Regions from separate parts of the Danio rerio genome. Here region 1 is linked to region 2. The links are chromatin contacts, called in public HiCAR-type maps. All regions are on one chromosome and are shown on one strand. The core of a region is the stretch at or near the end of the contact, and the rest is flanking DNA. Distances in the headings are between cores, read along the strand shown.

Region 1 (3,417 bases), core at 548-3,047, 350 kb after region 2:
GCTTGAAAATCAGAATCAGTACTCAGTATCAGCCAATCACAATGACGAGGAATCCGTACTCGGTATCTGCTCCAAAAATCCTAACCGGAGCATCCCTAACAAGAATCTAATAATACACACAAAAATGTTGAATTGGTTTTAGGCCATTAGCTTATGTCAAGAATGTCTTTTGTGATACAAATACAATATGATATGTCTAATCATGGGCGACTGTAAAGTGGTAATTAAAGACAAAGTTTTATCAATTGCTGACCTTATTGATATTCTAGACCTGTATGACTCTCTTCTGCAGAACATAAAATAAGATGTCTCACTGTTTAGTTTAGCTTTTGGTCCATACAGTGGAGGTCAAACTTCTTCAGAATATCTATTTTAGTGTACCACATAATACAGCTTTGAAACAACAAGGAGATGAGTGGACCATATAAATCTTCTTTTTCTGATGAGCATGCTGAATAACACTAAGCTGACCAAGTTTGAGAGAGTTTGAGATGTTAGGGGCCAGCAGAGAGACTCGGGAGAGCAGCTGACAAGCCAGCGCAGGTCATTTAAATGGAAGGATTGCAAAGATACTCCAGACATGCCAAATATGGTGAAGAAACGTCTCGTATGTCAAACCACTGGTAAACCTGCGAGAACCTGATAGTTATTTTAGTGAATGGATGGTCGCAGATCCATCGCCATGTGTTATAGCCTTGTTCCTCAGGTCAAGACATGTTTAACACGTACCGAATAACCCTCCGCCAAGTGTCAAGTGTGTAGGCCAGCTGCTGAGTCCGAGCAAACAAACAGGCCCTGCAACGGGCTTATCATCCAAACACCCACACAAATTTAAAGTTCGCTTCTGCACTCACCCCACTATGCCATCCGAGTAGTTTCTGCTCTTCCACGGGGTGCCCGCGTAGCCGTCCTCCGCCCCGTCCGTCAGCAGCAGACTCCGGTTAAAGCCGTAGGTGCTCGCCTTGTTGTCTCTTTTCCTCTTGCTTGGTAACTCGTTTCCCACTCCTGCGACCCCGCTGCCACCCACTTGCCCCCCTCCGCCGACAACCCTGCCCGGCCTGCTGCTGTTAATGTTGTTAAACGCTTCCAGAGGGATGAAGTCCTGTTGTTCGGAGACCTCGCTGTCGGGTTTGGACCCAGACATGCCCTGTTGGTCCTTGGGTCTACCGCTGCTGCTGTCGGCCGCGTTGCTCGACGCACCGTCGCCGTTGGTCGTCAGTTTGGCGCTGGCTGTGTTGCAGTTGTTGTTAAAGTAGAGGTTTCCCAGCGTCTGTGTCGTGTCCCAGATGTGCATCCACAGGTTGTTGGCCGGTCCGCGCTGTTCTGGCTGAAACCAGGCGATTCTCGGATCCATCAAACGCTGAGCTGATGCAGGCACACTTGCCCCCGGAGCAGAGCCAGGCTCGGTTCACTTCACGTTAACCCACTAACGGGAACACGCTCGCTCGCCCTAGACAGCGACTAAAATATCCTGTGCGGGTCCATCAACGCCTCTCGGGGACGGGAGAACACCACTGTAAACGGACTGTAAAAAGACGTTCTGCTTTTAAAAACGGTCACCGTCAAACTTAAGAGCACGAGGACTGAAGAAACGTGAGTGTCGTCTGTGTCACTGCCTCTGACCCGTTTCTATCTGAGATCGTGTGTCTCAATGGCGGATAGACCCCGACGCGACTGCGCATGCTCTGCCAGGCGCGAGCGAGCGTGAAACGGGGGCGCGCGGACTGTGAGTTACGCAAGAGCGCACGTTACAGCTTCTGTGTTACGTAACAACAACAGCGGGGTTGATACATTGTGGTAATATGAAGCTCTTGTCTGTGTCATGTTTCAGATGTACCCTGTAAAAGGTGGCACTAATCCAATGAGCCGTATATCTAGTGCATGGGGTCCCACTGTTATCTCCTAATTGGATTATTTTGTAATGCACTGACAGAAATTAGATTACGGGAACAGGAGTCCGCAAATAGAATATAAACAGCAGTATTATTACAATGGGACAGGTCCATCCGACTTGTGTTTCTTTGTGCCATTTAAAGCGACAGTGCAATATAAATAGATGTCTATGATACAGGCATAGGACGATAAACGTTTTGATCGGAATTTAAACTGCTTTCGCATGACAAGACCATATATATATATCTTAAAGCAGCGCAAATGTATGTGCATGCTATGATATGATCACGTATGTCTTATTGTGCAATAATCTGGGCTCAAGCTACTCAATCAGTTGTTAAGCCTGTAATGTCACTATACAAATTAACTTTAAAGGTAATGGATCAGAAACCAATAGTGGCATCACTGTCAAAATCTTTAAAAATATCACTTAAGTTTTGATGTTTTTTATAATTAAAGTTTTCATTTTTTAAAACTATGTTTAAGTGTATGCATGGTCTTGCCCCTAAAGTAGGCAGTGAGTTGATACATAAATTCAACAGTGATTAAAGACTAGGGGGTCAGTAAGTGGGAATTGTAGAATCCGCAGATGCAGAACCACTATGGGGGAGTCATCATTTTCAGTGAAAGGTTCACATCTATGAAATGCCATGCCTGTTGATTTAAAACTACAATCAAAACTCCCAGTTTTTTTTTCTGTAAAGCCAAGTATGGTTGAAATCTTTACAGCAATGTGAGCATTAAGTATTCTTTCAGGTTGGTCGGGTTTACATTCCTCTTTAGTATGCAGATTGACTTACATTTTATGTTCGCTGTATTAAGTTTTTTCTAGTTTATTATTATTTTTTTAATTTTAATGTAAAGCCTAACCAGGGATGAGGGCTGGAAATTAGATGTACTTGACATCAGCCGTTTTATTTAGTTTTTTTAGGGCAATAGTATCTTAAACTGAAAAGGACCCTCCACATCAAAAACTACTGTTCCAAAATATTTTAAATGTTTATTAAATAAAATGTGTTCGATGGAGAAACAATTTTTTGTTTTCCCCAGACAAGGTTATCATACTGTTAGAATCTTATATCAGCCCATGCCTACATGATAATTTATAATAATTCTTATTGCGGATATCTACTTGATGGTAAAAAGGCAAAAGATGATTCTCAATCCTTTTAAATGTGATGTAAATGATGAAAAATGTAACAGTAAAAACATATTTCATAATCATTTAATATTCTTGTTTTAATTACAAGGTCACTTTTGACAACTTGTATCAATCATATTTTCTATAACTTTATATTGATTAGATTTGATAAATATTTTACTTATTTTGTGTTTACTCATTTCAAAATGTTTAATGTTTTTATTAAATTCAACGTTATATTTCTCACATTTTTTTCAATGCTTGTCCTCATGTTGACTCACCCAGCCCATTTATAAATGTAGATTTAAAATAGAAAGCTTGAAAATCCTTGAGCAATATTTAATAATTTCTTTTTGCTACAATTAGATATGCAAAGCTAATGG
Region 2 (3,328 bases), core at 134-2,633:
TTTATCAAAAAGAATTATTGGAGAATTACTACTTCAAAGACTAAGTGTTAAATGTAGACAACAAAAAAGCTAAATTTACTGTCCCATCGAGTTATCAAATATGGAAGAGGGAGCACTTTACAGCCACACAAACAGTAATCATTACATCATTAATAATAAATAATCCATTGCTGTTCTCATAGTGACTATTAAAGTCATGGAAAAACTATACATTCAAGCTAAAACCATTTTAATACTGTTTTTTATTTTTATTTTACCATATTAATTTAATATTGTATAATCGTATACAAACACAACAGCAACCAATCTTTTCGTTCATTGTCATGAAACTCAGCTTAGTGGGTGAACGTCAGGAAATTTAAAGATTAGCTTAAAGTGGGAACCCTGTCTATAGCACTTATTTGGATTGTTGTTTTGTGTTGAGACAACCACCTGATCCATGAGGCACATGACATGTAAAACAGGGCCCTCTAAAATAAAAAAGGTATCGCATCTCTAAACATTACTGATAGCCACTGCAAGGGGCTCTCCAGAGACAACGTTAATGCTGACTGTCTTTGCCTGCACATCCATTAATATTAAACAGAAAGTCGTCTATAAACATGAAGCTTTGTCAACACAGGAGAGCTGGCAAAGTCCAGTTGTAATACCAACTTATAAGCAACATGAACATACTTTCTTTGGAGCAATCACTGTGTTCATGATGTAACACATCCAATGTAAACACCAGCTCAGCGTTATGCACTTCATCAATACTGCTGGATGAAAACGATGCAGCAGAGATAGACAGGCCTTACAGTAAAACACAATGATCAGGTACAAGACGCAAACTGTCAGCTTCTCTGTTAGCTGTTACTCCTAGAGCTAACGAATATTAGATATAATGTCATCGTCGGATAACGCTGTGTTGTCATGCACTATCAGTGGACATGGTTACAATCAAACCTCCACAGCTGATCATGTATCAGAGTCGGACTGTAACATTGTAGGTAAACAGGTGACATCAGCACGAGCTCATCGTCAAACTCCTCTTACCTGACGTTTAAATATCCCGGTTTCAGCCGTCCGCCTTCGATGGCATTTGGAGAGAGATTATTCCAGTCAAGCTCTCGTGGCGCTGTTAGTGATGATGGTGTTTATTTGACATTGTCGGATGGGCTCAGCTCAAGCCAGCTCTCACTCCGCATTACTACCGGTTAATGGAGGGACAGCCGCCTCCTCTTCGCACTTCAAACAGGCTAGGATTAATCTCGATCGAGACGAAGACGAAAACACGGGGGGAAGAATCCGATAATACTAGTTAAAGCCGAGGTCGTTGCTAAATTTCTAATAAGTGTGGGTATTATTTACAGTGTGTGTGATTGTGTTAAACCAAACATGCTATGCAACAGGAGAGAAACGTGCTCTCCTACTGGCCAAGGAGTGACAGCTACAGCTTTTCATTGGTCTTTTTAGTTGTCTTTTACATAACCCCGCCTCCTGGCGTGGGGTTTTCCAATAGTTTGGTTGAGAAAATTGAGGAACTGGCTGTGTGACAGGTTGTACATGAAGGCTTTTTCCTTTTCTGTTCTTTCAAGGATATACATTTGAATTCCTGCAACTAATGTTATATAATGTAATTAATGTATTTTGTTTATACACCATGTTCTACATGGGTCTCACGAGTAAACAAGGGTTTTTAATAGTTTCTAAGAAAGAAAAAATAAACAAATGAATAGGAAATCTGCAGTTTAATAAGTCATAGAATATGTACTTAAAGCCATTCAAAAACCAGCACAACAAAACCTGAAATTATATGACGCAATTAACAGACCCTTAAATAAACTGATTATAGCCTACAATACAAAAAACAACCACCAACATATCAAAATAATACACATGCTAACTGTAAACTGAGGATGAGTACAAGTATCAACCCAAACAAACATGTTTTCATGTACAGTACAGTTTTGTTGGTTGACATGTTACTCATTTATAATGCTATGAGACTACACACAAAAGGAATTTTTTTTTTTAAATAAACTACATATATGAAATCTGGAAGAAACAAGACACATCTCGAAGACACATTCAAGGCAAAACAACCCAGTCAATCTCCCCAGCTGACATTCGAATCAGTATTCTGGATCGGGAATGCTAACTTTGACTAGCTAAACCATGACTTCCTGCTTGTGTGTTTATGGTTGCCAGTTTATTTGTTTTTTAAAGGAAAATGATGACCGTTGGATTTGGGAGTTTGATGGCAGGCAATACAGAGCCTTCATGCCCTCAGAAGGTCAATCTGCATTCTTGCTGGCTCAGCTGCTCTTCTTCCTGTGGGCTCAGATTATTTCCTCTCAGCCTTTAAGAGCACAAAGCAAAGAGTCTTTGTAGTAAGGATATTAATATTATTCAAAACACAAACCATAGACATGGATAATATGATATTTACTACACACACACACACACACACACACACACACACACACACACTAAAAAGTCCAAATTAAAACTGTACATGTTTTAATGTGAAATTCTAATTGAAAGTCTAACTTCACATTTCAATCAATGACTTTTTTAAAGTAAAAACCAGTGTATGGTTAGTTAAAATGCTGGGAAATATCCTTACCAGACTTTCTTAACACTAGTGTTCATTTTCAGTGCCTCTATCAGACAATCAACCCCCTCCTTGCAGATGGAGTTTTTGTTTAACCTGGTTAGGAGAGATAGAGTTAGATCATCCAAGTCTGACTCAGAAAATGAAAACTAAAAAAAGCTGAAGGCACTCACCACAATTCTTCCAGACTTTTGTTCTGTCGGATAAATTTAGCCAGAGCACATGCACCGGCACTGCCCACACCATTATCCACCAGACTGAAACAAACCAACGCAACACCACCACAAAAAATAAAACATGCTGCACTGAGTGACTCACGGCTCTGCAAATTTTATATGATCTAGTTAACCTTTTTTCTTTGCTTATCATCTTTTTGCATGTTGTAAAATATGTTAAAACATATGCATTACAGAATACAGATTTATGATCAATATATACAATATTACCTTAACCATATTAGTGTTTTGCTATTCGTCAGCGCATCCGCCAATACCTCAGCTCCCCTGTCCCCAACTTTATTACCCCATAATCTAGAAGTAAAAAGAAAATGTGATTTAATATAGGTATTAAATAAAAATACCATACAATATTTCATTCCTTTCATAGACCTCACCCCAGAAACTGTAAAGATTGGTTGTAGCTTAGGCCTTCTGCCAGCAGCTCTGCTCCAACTGATGTGATGTTATTATTTCCAAGCCTGCAGTACAAAAACATTGTTTATTTATTGGTTTT

Evidence for each region. HiCAR-type assays count read pairs that join an accessible place to other places.
Region 1: a contact with region 2 is called in a HiCAR-type map of caudal fin, with 2.7 times the contacts expected there. The contact joins the promoter of tent4b here to the promoter of cyld in region 2. A contact is called at or near these places in 1 of 18 Hi-C or Micro-C datasets (caudal fin) and 3 of 4 datasets of contacts at active chromatin or transcription factors (caudal fin, embryo and gastrula embryo).

The regions. Positions count from the first base shown.
Region 1 is chr7:38,108,210-38,111,626 of GRCz12tu, forward strand. It overlaps tent4b (terminal nucleotidyltransferase 4B), which reads right to left and starts at 1,798. Exons shown (of 12, transcript NM_001326696.1): 1 at 855-1,798. The coding sequence starts at 1,354.
Region 2 is chr7:37,761,820-37,765,147 of GRCz12tu, forward strand. cyld (cylindromatosis (turban tumor syndrome)) reads right to left here and starts at 1,384. Exons shown (of 17, transcript XM_679725.9): 1 at 1,036-1,384. It overlaps nod2 (nucleotide-binding oligomerization domain containing 2), which reads right to left. Exons shown (of 12, transcript NM_001328044.1): 8 at 3,210-3,293; 9 at 3,043-3,126; 10 at 2,770-2,853; 11 at 2,609-2,692; 12 at 1,712-2,341. The coding sequence ends at 2,269.